2 separate regions of the Mus musculus genome follow, and region 1 is linked to region 2. A link is a contact called in public ChIA-PET data. All regions are on one chromosome and are shown on one strand. Each heading gives the region's core, a stretch centred on a gene start, on an enhancer-like site or on the middle of the called end of the contact. The rest is flanking DNA. Distances are from core to core; before and after follow the strand shown.

Evidence for each region. ChIA-PET counts read pairs in DNA pulled down with a chosen protein or histone mark.
Region 1: a contact with region 2 is called in an REV-ERBa ChIA-PET map of liver, with 6 times the contacts expected there. The contact joins two enhancer-like sites. A contact is called at or near these places in 3 of 39 promoter capture datasets (the C10 cell line, cranial neural crest and liver), 2 of 484 Hi-C or Micro-C datasets (liver and nephron progenitors) and 2 of 115 datasets of contacts at active chromatin or transcription factors (both in liver).

Annotation. Positions count from the first base shown.
Region 1 is chr3:52,613,923-52,620,712 of GRCm38.p6, forward strand. It overlaps the pseudogene Gm10293. Among named protein-coding and RNA genes, the nearest start is that of Gm30235, 33 kb to the right of the region's middle. Within about 2 kb of position 5,074, at least 38 of the 459 cell types and tissues checked have an H3K27ac peak or open chromatin away from gene starts, as enhancers often do. A contact at or near this core is called in liver, where this site is marked.
Region 2 is chr3:52,289,154-52,295,688 of GRCm38.p6, forward strand. The region is part of intron 1 of Foxo1 (forkhead box O1); the gene reads left to right. Among named protein-coding and RNA genes, the nearest start is that of Foxo1, 24 kb to the left of the region's middle. Within about 2 kb of position 4,093, at least 16 of the 459 cell types and tissues checked have an H3K27ac peak or open chromatin away from gene starts, as enhancers often do. A contact at or near this core is called in liver, where this site is marked.

The DNA.
Region 1 (6,790 bases), core at 3,824-6,323, 330 kb after region 2:
TCACAATTTCCATCCCAGACCCCCATAACAACAGGAGGGGCCTAGGGAGCCCTCCCTACTCTCTTGAATACCATCAATAAAGTTTGCTGCACCCAACCAAAAAAAAAAAAAGTTCAAGTGTTAAAAGTATGTCCCCACTGTCCTTCTCTGTCCACACTACCCACAACCAGTGTACAGGATGTGTGCAACCTTTGTACAGGATGAAATGCTTTGAACAAGGCAAAATGACTGTCTATTTTGAAATTGCCCATGTTACCTGGTATTTGTAGGCATCTTCCCTGTCAAGTTCTTGGAATTCTATAGAAGAAAATATTTAGTGTAAGTCTTTTTCTCAAGCTTGAAGACCACTGACCTAGTCTTTCCTTTTTACAGTCTGCCCTTTGACAATATGATAAAGCTCTCAGGATAGGAAATAAGCTCACCAACCCTAGGTCATCAGTAGAACACTAGAGAATACGTGTATAAGTCTCTGTCTATACTGTGTGTCCATGTGTGCACACATCAGTATAGAGGGAGAACTGCAGACAGAGTGTGTGTGTGACTGTGTGTCTGTGTGTACGCACATCAGTGTACAGCGGGAGCTGAGGGCAGATGTGAGGAACACTGACTGCTGCTTCTGTGTCGAGAAGACAAGGGAGCACAGAACACCTTATAGAGATAAAGCCTGCCTAGGTTCAGGTCAAGCAGACCAGGCAGGGATTGGTTCAGGAAATGCCAGATGATAACTAATCTTGCATCTACTCACTTGCGTTCCTGTGGGGGTCCCCGTTATGCGAGGGCTAATGATCTGGAGGAGGAGGGTGTTGCTTATCCACTAACGACTTTAAAATGCATTAACTTTGAGGGCTTAGGTCATCAATATGTAATGAAAAGGAATGTATGTACATTGTATGAAATTTCCGTGGCAGCTGAGACATATTACTATAGTAATATGAGCCTAACACAGTCTGACAGGGGGTTGCTAGGCTAATTACAAGGGACTGGAGAGACCGCATCTCTTTTTCTTGTCCCTTCTAGCATCTGCAGAACTCAGCTGTTTGCAGAGACTGGGAGAGAAAGTCAGCAGGACAGTGTCAAAGCCCCCCTAGTAATGTTCTGTCTTGACTATCGGCAGCTGGGAAAGCTCCACTCATTTGAAAGACCTCTGTGATTACATCAGGATGCCCAAGTTATCCAAGGTACTGTTCCCACCACAAGCTCTTCAGCCTTGGTCCCATCGTAGACTAAGTAAGGTGACATATTTACAGGATTAAGGGATTAGGAGTAGTTCTCAAATTGTGGGTCCAGACTCTCTGGGGGGGGGGTGGCATATCAGACAGCCTGCATATCATATATTTATATTATGATTACATAACAGTAGCAGAATTATACTTATCAAGTAGAAACAAAATAATTCTGTGGTTGGGGGGTCACCACAACATGAGGAACTGTATTAAAGGGTCCCAGCATTAGGAAGCTTGAGGACCACTGGATAGGGTGAGGACAAAATTTCAGGGATGCTATCATTTGACTCACTACTCATATCCAGAGGTTAGAAACCAGGCTAGGTAAAACTCATTCTCCAAATGGAATAAATGTATCAGGGAACTGCCACGGTTTGGTAGGCCAGGAACTGGTAGGGACTAAGATGTGTTGGATATGAAGCACAGATTCTGTGGGTCAGAAGCTTATGGTAGAAGTGCCCTTCTGGGCTCTGTCCGGGCGACTTACGCCAGACCATTTGCTCCTAAGCCTATGAACATTATACTTTTAGTTCAAAATCAAAAGTCAGACTAATGTGTTTTAAATAATGGATAATTTCGTTGGGTAATGGGGTGTGGCAGGATTTTCCCTGTCCAATTAGTTTAAATATTAGTGCAGCAGAAGGGCCTGTGGTTGGACAGGGAAAAGGGAGGCAGAGCTAAGAGTTGCAGAGACAGGATGGAGGAGAGAGAGAGGAAGCAAGGTGGACGACGGATAGGATGGTTCAGAACCAGTGTGGCTTTGAATAGTCACAGGTAGATATGTTATTATATATAGGGATAAAATAATTGGGGTAAGTTGTCTAATCTAGGTGGGCAGCTTGTATCATTATCAATTGGCACAGAAATTATTGTGTGGGCATCTTGTGAATTGAGAATTTAGTGATATATAAATCTGACTGGTTAATTATAAGCTTCAAGAGTTTTGTTTCCACCAGGTTGCTAGGTATTGAGGGTGGCTGACTGCGGGGTGGACGGTCGTGCTGGCATGGCAGTGAACTGCCAAGGGAACTCCAGAGCTCTGGCACAGAGAGACTGCTGAGTTGAGATCACCTGGCTGGAGCCGTGTGGCCCGATGGTGCCCCGTGTACTGTGAGAAGCATGGGAACTTGCCGGTCATTTTTAATATTTCCCGCAACAATGAGGTGTCTAGGAAGGAGGCATTTAAAGAAGTGAGAACATACCCTCATGGTGAAGAGGGATCCAGGAGATCCCTAAGAATGGTAAACAAGCCATGGATGTGAAAATGTCTTAAAGCATACTCAAGGGGTCTAACGAGGAACAATGGAATAAAAGAAGTGTGAATCCACTCTGATCAGATACACAAGTAAAAACTGTTCAGGCTGGGGCTGTGGAAGGGGAAGAAAATGCCCTTAAAGAGAACCTGTAAACCACGTGACCTCGGATTTTGGTACAATGCAGTGGGATGTATGATAGCTTCGATATCGTGAAGAGTGTTGGAAGGTGCTGGGGAAGATTTTGAGTCAGGAATAGGGAAACTGCCCCCACTCCCATTTGCCTGTATGAGTTGAAAGAGGGGGGTGGGAGTGTGGAGAGTTTAGGCAACAGCAAAACAAGGCATACTGCGTCACTCAACACCGGGGACCAGGAGTGGAGGTATGCAAGTGGCCTCTAGAAGCTGGAAAGTCTGAAAAATGGAGAGTCACCAGGAGCCTCCAGACAGAGCCAAGCCTTACCAATGTCACATTTGGATTTTTCAATCGAGGGACCCAGTTGTGGATTTCTGAATCGCTGAATGCAGCATAATAGCATTGGTTTTGAGACCAATTTTACTATGTCACCCTGACTTGCCCAGAACTTGTTGTGTAGATTAGGCTATCCTCAAACCCATAGAGACTGGCTTGCTTCTGCCCCTCAAGTACTTGGATTAAAGGTGTGCACCATCATATCTGGAAGATTTGTATTGTTTTAAGATAATAGGTTTGTGGTCATCTGTTGTGGTAACAGTAGGTACAGGTGAAGGACATGTGGGTTTTCGTGGGTTTGTGTCTTGTGATGGAGCCCAATGCTGAATTGCTGTTCTCTTGAATTACAACTTAAAGAACAAAAGAAGAAATGAATTATAGACTATGGGACAATTGTCCCATCCTAGGGGACTTAGGGGGATAATACTTCTTTGCTGCCATAACGTGTTCCCATCTTTTATATGCTTCTTTTGATTTGGACACAGACACCCACAGAACACTCAAACACGGTCTCCCTAAACACACATGTATATACAGCACATAAACAACTCTCTGTCTTCTTAAATTAAGCCTGGGTGAAGGAAACAAAATGCTTTCCATTTGGGGCCCATGGGGGTCTGGTGGGATGGCCTGTAGGTTGCTAATGTTACAGCTCAGACTGTGAAATGTTCTGAATCAGATGACCTTAGACTCTTGGTTCAGCCTAATTAAGCCTTTTCTGCCTGTACGGAATGTTCTGGTTTGCAGCAGTGGTTGTGTAACTGTTTAAACTGTACACCTTTGCTCCAGGGAGCCGCCTCGTTCGATGCTTTCCACTCTTCAGCTGTTTTTTTTTTTTTTTTTCTGTGAAGCATGCAGTAGGATAGCTGTACCCTTTTCCATGAATAAGAATATCACACACTCAGTTTTGTTATGAAATTTCTGGGTTTGTGACTATCAAAGGGATGAATTTTGAAGGCAGGCAGTGGGTAGAAATGGCCAGTGTTACTTACCGCTCAGAAAAGCAGAAGGTCTTTTCTCTCCTGCTGTGAGTGCTACCCAGTGAGCTTGCAACAGGAGCCTTAAAGAATGGAAACTGGAAGGGGTCAGTGGGAAGGTCACTGGAAGCTAACGGGTGAAATCTGGACTACGGAATCTTATCCTCGGAGCCAGTGTGAGAAAGCACTGGTTATACTTTATGTTATTTTATTAGGTGATCCTTTGTCATGAACTGGGCAAAACAGTGAGCCCACACAGCTTGGCTGGGATCCTCTGTAGGGCAGGAGAAACAAGAACACCCCATTGCTTCAGCACTGGCTTAGACTAATGTTTTGTTTGTTTGTTTTTTAATAACCTCCCGGCTTTAGAATAATATCATAACTTCTCTCGTCTCAGACTGTTTAACCTACAGTTTGCCGAAGGTGATAGGGTCTCAAAACGAGAATAAGGTTTTCATCTGGGGCAAGTCTGTGACTTGAGTTTTCACCTGTAAAGTGAAGATAAGAGTGCAATGCTCAAAACATTGTTTTGGAGGGGTGGGGGTGGGGCTTAGCAAATGGTGCACACAAAGTACACAGGATATTGCTAACCCGAGAGTGCTTCCTCTATGAAAAGCTACTCTTGTTATTGGCATACTCATGAAGTATGGCTCTATGTCAGAAATAAGGCTAAATGCTTTGGGACAAAGATGATCAGACAAAGTCCTGCCTGGTGCACTGTTGCCATTTCTCAGGGCGAAAGATGCAGCAATAACTAAGAATAAAGTTAAGAATCTCTGGGGCTATGATTCCTTGATGGAGCAGTTGTCTATCAAGTACAAAGCTCAATTTCCAATTCTTTTACCACAAAAGAAACTGAAACTAAAGCCCTGGATGCTGCACAGACTAGAAACAGGGTAGAGCACGCTGCCCACTGGACCCGGGAAGCTTTGGCTCATGAAGGACTTCTCTATCTTTCAACTTCAGAGTGAAGAGGTGAAGGGTACATAGGTGTTCAGGAGCCAGGTAGATGGGAAGGATATTTCAGACATAACTGTATCCCTTCTTTCTTGCTTGGTTCAACATCTCACAGAGGGGACAGGATACAAAGCCTGACACACAGACGTGGAGTATCTGATAGCCGTAAGCAGACTGTTTACACACCTTAGCTGTGACCTCACTATGGTTCATGGAAAGTAGACAAATAGAGGTTTGGCCCTGCTTAACAGAGAAGAGAGCAGTTATCAAAAATACCTCAGCTGGGTGGTGGTGGCATAGGCCTTTAATCCCAGCTCTCCAGAGGCAGAGGCAGGCAGATTTCAAAGGTCAAGGCCAGTCTGGTCTACAGAACCAGGACAGCCAGGGCTACACAGAGAAAACCTGTCTTCAAAAAACCAACCAACCAAACCACCAACCAAAATAACCCAAAACAAACAAACAAACAAACAAAACCAAGACCCCAAATAATCCCCCCATATAACCCCTCAATGTCCACAAGCACAGTATGCTTATCAGGAACACGGGGAGACCCAGCAGCCCAGCCTCTCCTGGTCTTCATACTTCCGCTAGCCCCTGCTTTTGCTTGCAGCAATGCTAGAACAGGAGAAAAAGAGAGCCCCGAGACAAAGGGTTCTGCTGCAGATGTGAGAGGAACGAGCTCCATCGCTTGCTCAGCTGTAGTTCTTCCATGCCTCTGACCATCCCTGTCCTCCCTCTGGTGAAAACTACTGATGTTAGTTGTCTGTAGGGAGCATGTGAAACATCAGTTATGGTGAAACTCTATCTCTCTATACTGTCTTCTTGGTGGGCAGCACTTAAGTCCATTTTGTACTTAGTAGGTATTCAATAAATAGTAGTTGACATAAGAAGTGGTGTCTTATAGGAAGAGAGGTTTGTTTTAGGATTTATTTGGGTTGTAAGTTACATGAAGGGAAAGCCCAGTCTTGACCTGCTCATTAGGGTATTCTTGGAGCTAACACAGGTAGCAGTCAGGAGGATCTATCTATCTATCTATCTATCTATCTATCTATCTATTTACCTACCCACCCACCCATCATCTATCTATCTATCTATCTATCTATCTATCTATCTATCCATCCACCCACCTATCCATCACCTGTCTGTCAGTCTGTCTGTCTGTCTCTGTCTGTCTGTCCGTCTGTCCGTCCACCCACCCACCTATCCATCCATCCATCATCTATCTATCTATCTATCTATCTATCTATCTATCCATCCATCCATTCATCCACCCACCCACCTATCCATCTATCCATCATCTATCTATCTATCTATCTATCTATCTATCTATCTATCTATCTATGGAGGTGCTAAATATACACATTTAACACCTTTGGTCTCAGTCTCCACCTCCTTTCTTCTATGCCTGAGTAGCTGGTGGTGAATATGATTGTGCTTACTGTGCATACTAAACACAAATGGACATGGTGAGTGGGTGGATAGATAGATTGACGCTTGAATAAACAAGTTCCTGGATGAGTGAATGAGTAGAGATGGCTGGACAGACAGACAGAGAGTTGGGTGGGTAGTTGGGTAGATGAATGGGGGCATATGGGCTGGTGAACGAATGATGGGTGAATGAATTGGATAATTACTGATGAGCCGCTTTTCTAGGGATGTTTTCAGCTGTCATAATATTCCCACAGCTGACTTTATCTGTGAGTATGTGTGTCATCCTGTAAAGCTAAACACACAGCTGCAGGTGTGTCTTCTTATTTTCTGATGCAACGAGGAAACGCTTATGAGGAGAGGGGGCTAGGTGAGGGATATAGCCTTCCAGGTGTATAATGAGATTCCTTGAAACCACCCCGTTTACGTGATCATGTTTAATCCTCTCAGCAATTTTATGAAACAAGTGTTCTTATTACCA
Region 2 (6,535 bases), core at 2,843-5,342:
GAACACAGGAGTTTGAGACCAACCTGGGCAGTGTGCTGAGATCTAATCTCAACCAGTGGGTGGAGTTAGGGGCTAGAGATGTATGTAGTTCAGTAGTGGAGAGCTTGCCTACCATGGGAAGGCCCTAGGTTCAATCTGCAGCCTAGTAAGCGAGCAAGACAGACCATGTAAACTGTAGTGGTATGCAGTACTGTGACCACTTGGTTGCTGTATCAGAAAGACAAATTATCTTTGGAATTTTAGAGAAAAGGCTAGAACTTAATGTTAAAAGAAAGATCATAATAAAGTATAGATAATCAGTGAACACCCAGACTAGCTGTCCTCTGTACCCCAGACTGGCCTTGGGTTTTGATTATTGTCCTGTCTTAGCCTTCCCAGTAGCAGTGATTCCAGGCCTGGGCATTACAGTTGGACCCGATAATAGAAATTCGTTGGATTCTCCAGCTAAATAACTAGAGTTTGTTGTTGGTTTTTTGTTTGTTTGTTTTTTGCTTACTTTGTTTTCCTTATTGGTGCTAAAGATTGAGTACAGGACTTGATGCTTGGTGTGTAGATACTGTGGCCCTGAGCTATATTCCAAACCATTAACTAGATGCCAAAAGATGAAAAAGTGCTTTGATATAATAAGCTCTGGATTGCTGACTTTTCTTTGAGGAGAAATACTCATCTGTGGTGATGGTAATAAAGTCATGGTTCAAGGACACTCATGGTTTCTATACCACCAGATGGATACTGCTCAAATGTAGGGCAAGAGTAATTCCCTCACTGATGGGCTTATTCCTTCTGATGCTGTAGGATTGGCAGATGGTAACAAACATTAGCCCATAGAGATGAGAGAGAGAGCGTTGTTCTTGGAATGAACTTAACTTTGGGAAGACCATCCCTTCTAAGGGATAAGGGCAGAATACAGCTGACATCCATGTCTAGCGTTCTACAGGTATTGGCTTTCCTTGCCATTTGAGTACTGATTTCTTCTTTATCCATCGGTCCTGTCTCCTTTTGCATGGATAGGAAGTCAGGGTCAAGATATTCTAAGTGACTTGCGCTTGGGCTGGTCCTGGGTGGGGTTGGGAGGTTCCAGAGTCACCTTGTATTAGAATAAGGTGTGGTCTATATACTGGGTGGGAGTCTCCCTAGATTAAAAAGTTTATTGGTTTTGCTTTGAAAGCTGTGTGTGTGTTGGGGGGGTGGGGGTTCTGGGGCAAGTGACTGCTTGGTGTCACAGTCTCATCTGGATGTGTGTAGGACCCTGTCTCTGAGCCCTGCCCAAGCACCATTTTTCCTGACTAGACTTCTAAAATTCAGGACTCAGTAGTTCATTCTTTTGGGTCATCCTACAGAACATTGCTTATATGAAGTATCCACTTTATGTACCTTACCTGTTTTTGGTTTTTTTTTTTTTTTTTTTTTTTTTTTTCCCTGAGACAGGGTTTCTCTGTATAGTCCTGACTGTCCTGGAGCTCACTTTGTATTCCAGGCTGGCCTCGAACTCAGAAATCTGCCTGCCTCTGCCTCCCAAGTGCTGGGATTAAAGGTGTGCGCCACCACAGCCCGGCACGAACCTTACCCTTTATGTTTTGTTTTGTGAAGGTTGTTGAGTTGTTTATTTGTTTTGAGACAGTGATTCTTTGTGTAGCCCTGGCTGTCCTTGAACTCTCAGTCTGGACTCAAACACACAGAGATGTGCCTGCCTCTGAGTGCTGGACCTAAAGGTGTGCGCCACCATCTCCTCGCAGGTTGTTTTGTTGAGACAGATTTGCCTTATATAACCCTGGCTGACCTGGAACTTGCCTGGTGGACTTTCCTTATATAACCAGGCTGGCCTTGACCTCACAGAAATCCACCTGCTTCTGCCTCCTGAGTCTGGGGTTAAATGTGTGTGTGCTTCACTGCCTTTTCTTGAGCTAATGATTAATAGAAGTACACAATTTGTACCTTTGGCATACACATTTCTAGATGTTTATTGATGTGGTTTTAATTGTAAAGTAGTAGGATTTCTGTTTATTTAAGCTCAAGAGCTCTGTTTACAGAAGTCCTGTGATGGTTAGAACCTTAAGCATTGTCACAAAATCTAGCCAAAATTGATAAGCTTAAGCTTGAACCAGTTAACATTCAACTCTTGGTCTCTGTCTAAAATGAGAACACTTGTGGGATTGCAGAAAGTTATCACATGGGCTTCCCACGGAGGATGGAGGCTGCTGTTGCTCTTGTCCTTATTATTTTAATTGTAGACTTTTCAAATAGAAGGGAAAAATGAAAAAACAAAACCTCTTTAAGTATGTCTATGTTCTCAGTCTACAGAAGAGTAGGTGAGTAGTTTCCAATTAGGTTTTGTGTTCCTCTACCTGGTGCATGAGTCTTTGGTTTGTCTTAGCTTCTTGGGAGGATGTTGTTTGGTATTGGCATCTAGTGACATGAACAAAAGATGCTGTTGAATTCCACAGAGCCAGCCTCCTACAATTAGGAGTTATCTAAACTCTGCTTCAGGTAAAATAACTCAATTTTTTCTGAAGTAAAGTCTGTTCTTTGGGGGCAGGAGAGAGAAGAGGGAGCTGGCTTAGCAGGTGAGGGGGGCTTGCCACCAAGCCCAAATATGACTTGAGGTTTGACTCCTGCAGGTTTGTTCTCTAATCTCATCACCTAAAACTAGAGGAGTAAGTAGAACCCTAGATCTTAAACTCCAGACAGAGCCATGAAGGGTAGACTGCCACAGAGGGTCAGAGAGCTGAAGTCTCTGCCGTCCCCACTTTCTGAATCTTCCTTTGTCCAGACTCCTGCTTTGGATTTGTTTGCGCTGCCTAATTCCTTTCCTAGCCCTCAAGCCCCAAATAAGAGAGAGTAGAATGGAACTGTTTAAACCAATTTATTACTTTCTAAACTTTTTTTTTAATATCTTCTTGTTATATTTACCCCTTTCCCACTTTTTCAAAGGTCTCTCTTGTTTAAGGTTTAAACTGGCAGATTTTCTCTATGCATAGTGTTTTAGTCTGAATATTATATACTTCCGTCTCTCTGGCTTGGGATTTGGCATCCTCCTGCCTCAGCATTTTTAGTACTGAGATTACAACCTGAGCAGTTGGACCTGATTTTTAAGAATTTTCTCAAAATCCAGAGTAAAGTGGGTAGACAGAATCTTTGGTCGGTAGACTACTGGTGGTAAAATAGGAGCTGTCCCCTATATGTCCTCCGCCCGGGGCTTCTAAACTGCTCTCTCTTTGTAATGTCCACTGCACACGTAGACGTCTTAGTTTTGATTTTTAACTACACATTCAAAGTTCTCCCTGTAAAGCTGTTACAGTCAGTTTGGGGTTTTGTAAGTCACAACGAATGGGTCGTCATAGCACTTAGCAGCTGTGTTACTCAGACTCCAGCTACATTGCTTTTCTCAGTGAAAAGTGGGAACAACCAGCGGGTTTCAGTTAGAATCGAATAAAGTGCTAAATGTGTTCTATAGTGTGTAAGACGAGTTTTCTATGTGGAAGCTATTTTTATCACTGAACATGAGACAGTGTGTGTGGGGTGGTGGTGGTGGGGGGGGGGTTTGAGTTGGTTAATGTTTGATAGAAGGTTGAGGGTGAAACCCCAGTGAAGGCACTGTTTTAGAATTGTACACTGGGGCCAATACGAGCTGTTGCCTTTGCGTTTGAGTTTTGAATCCAGATGCCCTCTGCTTGTGCTTGAGATTCTGTCTTTTAAACGTTTATAAGTTAGATTAACTCAGTTGTGTGTCAGTTCGTCCACATGTGTGTGCATGTGTGTGTGTCCACAGTGTTTGTGTGGAGTGGGGCAACTTGGAGGGGTTGTTCTCTCCAACCAGGTCACCACTGGGGGTTGAACTAAGACTTGACAGTGAGGGCCTTTATCTGCCAAGCCATCTCGCTGGCCCAAAGCTCTGTTCTTTATGCTTCAGTTTTCTCCTAAGGTGGGCTAACAACGAGGGAGGCTCGTGTGGTCTCACGTGTGCACTGATCCATATCTCGTGCTTAAGACAGTGTCTGAACATTGTTGTAATGCTCAGCTTCTGAGGCCAGCCAGTGTACTGGGGCTCTATGCAGATGATCCTCACAGCAGACTTGTACCACCGTCATCTGCCAGGTTACGGAAGGGAGCGTGATAGCAAACCTGGTTCTTGCCAAGGTTGTGTGCCTTGTGTGGCAGAGATTAGCTGGAGCCCCTGCTTCTCCCGTGCTGCTGGGGCATGCATCCTTGGGTACCCAGGACAGGGAGGGCAGCAGTGACTGTGGGCTGCTCGTGCGGCTGCAAGGGTCGTGGTGAGGGATTCACTGAAGCATCACTCCTGACAGGCTGTGCTCAGAGCCCTTCCTCAGAAGTGACCAGCTGACCCCACTGTAGAAGGCAGTGATTAGAGGTCAGATGTCTAGATTAAAGGGTTGCTTAGACCATCACATTATCCAGATGTTTTTTCCCTGTAAAATACTGTGCCAGGATTTCTGTGAAGAGTTTTCACTATTGTCACAGCAGACAGTATTTGTCACCGTTTCAGGAGTGTTTGACAGTCAGATTTTGAGCTGAGCCCTGGGACTGCAAGCTTGAGCCGTCGTGTGTTTTCTGAAAGGTTTCCGAGACAGTGTGGTCATGCATCCTCCTCTCCTCCCCCAGTGGACTGTAGTAGTGCACTACACGTCATGGCTCTAACTAGAAACACGCCATTGATTTCCTATTACATGAGCTGGCATTGTTGGTCCTGCAAAGCTGCTGATGACGTAGTAGCCTGTGAAACATTTTATCTTCAGTTAACATGGCTATTTTTTTTTTTTTTTGAAGGAAGAACCAAGGAGTCAGTATTGGAAACAGCATTTTTCTCATTGTCTGTTTGCTGTTTTCTTGCTGTCATAAAATAGCAGGGCACTGCCCTCTAACACTGATTAATAATCTCAGAGACAGAGGCAGGCTGACCTCTGAGTTCTAGACCGGCGTGGTCTACATAGTGAGTTCCAGGCCAGGCAGGATGATGATGTGAGACCCTGTTTAACAACAGTAACCTTGACACGGCCCTTACTGGATGGTTTGTTTGGTTCACAGTTCCATCAAGGCGGGGAAATCACAACAGGAGCTTAGGGGACCTGGTAGCATTGTGGTTCAGCAGAGAGGGAGGGAGGCCGAGTAGCTGCTCAGCTCCCTCTCTGCACTTAGGTCATGCAGGGTCTCAGCCTGGGAGTCCTCCTGACCACTCAGGATCGGATTGGCGTTTAGCACTGTTAGCCACCCTGAGCGGGAAGTGAAGTCTGTGATGTATCTATCCCCAGAAGCCTGCTGAGAGCATTGTAGCCCCCTGAATTTGGAGTTTGAGAGTGCTTGTGCACTGCCTCCTTGTGCTGGAAACAAAACTTCACTCCAGTCCTCTGAAAGAAGAGCAGGAGCTCTTCACTGCTAAGCCCTGGTGTATGCCAGAATAATGCCACATGCTCATCAAGGAAGATGTCCAATTGGTTAAGAGTCATAAATGGTATGAGTTGGGTGTAGAGGCTTGGGTTTTAGCAAACGTTGAATGGACATTGAATCCATAAAGGGAGGGTTTGTGTGTATGTGTGTGTGTGTATGTGTGTGTTTATTGGGACCAAAACCACCTTTGTTTTTATGTTTAAAATGACATACTTGTTTTTCCTTCAGCTTCTTAGGTTTGTATCTTTACTTTATTGAATATGGCACTGTTCATTTATTAATGTCTTTGTGAGGTTTGATATTAGTTATGTAGCGAGCCATTATTACCTGTCAGTTACATAATTCTCTAGACAGAAACCACTTAAATTGCTGAGCTCCGTGTAGCTGGTGTCACTAGAAACGTTCTAAAGTGAGTTTTACCTAGGACAACTTGACAGGAAACTGAAGCTTCCTTAACTGTAAATCACAGAACTGTGGAGCCACACTTTCTAGACTTGTCAGATACCTGTAATGTAGACCGAGGGTTAACTTGCTAAGTCTTAGATTCTGAATAGTTTATAAGACTAAGCGAACCCCTCAGAACTAAGTATCTAGCACTTCCACAGTAAGTACTTTATTTCTTTATTACAGTAGTTCCTTTGTATTTTTGTTTGTTTTTTGTTTTTGTTTTTGTTTGGTTTGTTTTTTTTTTTGTTTTTTGTTTTTTTTTGGATTGTTTGAAATGGGGTCTGGCTTGGTAGCCATCTCTGCCTCAGCCCCTAAGTGTTACAGTCCTGTGCTGTAGGGCCTGACTGGGGTTTCTTTAGAAAATGTGGTAATAGCCACAAAAAATACACCATCAGCCATTTTGAGTTGTACTGTGCACTAGAGTTAAGTACTTTTCGTATCGGTTTGAGACTGTCAGTACCATCTTTTGTCAGATCTCTTTTTATCTTGTTTTCCCAAGCTTTGTGCCCATTGAACACTTCTTCCCAGCTTCGCCAGTGACCTTTGTGGGGTTGGTTGGTGAATTGACTTCTCCAGGTACTTTCTCTGGGAAATGCTGATACGTGTTTAATCATCTGCTGCAAAGTGGTTCTGCCATTTTACTGCCTTGTCCCTGTCCCTCCCTGCCCTAGGCAGGTCTTTAATG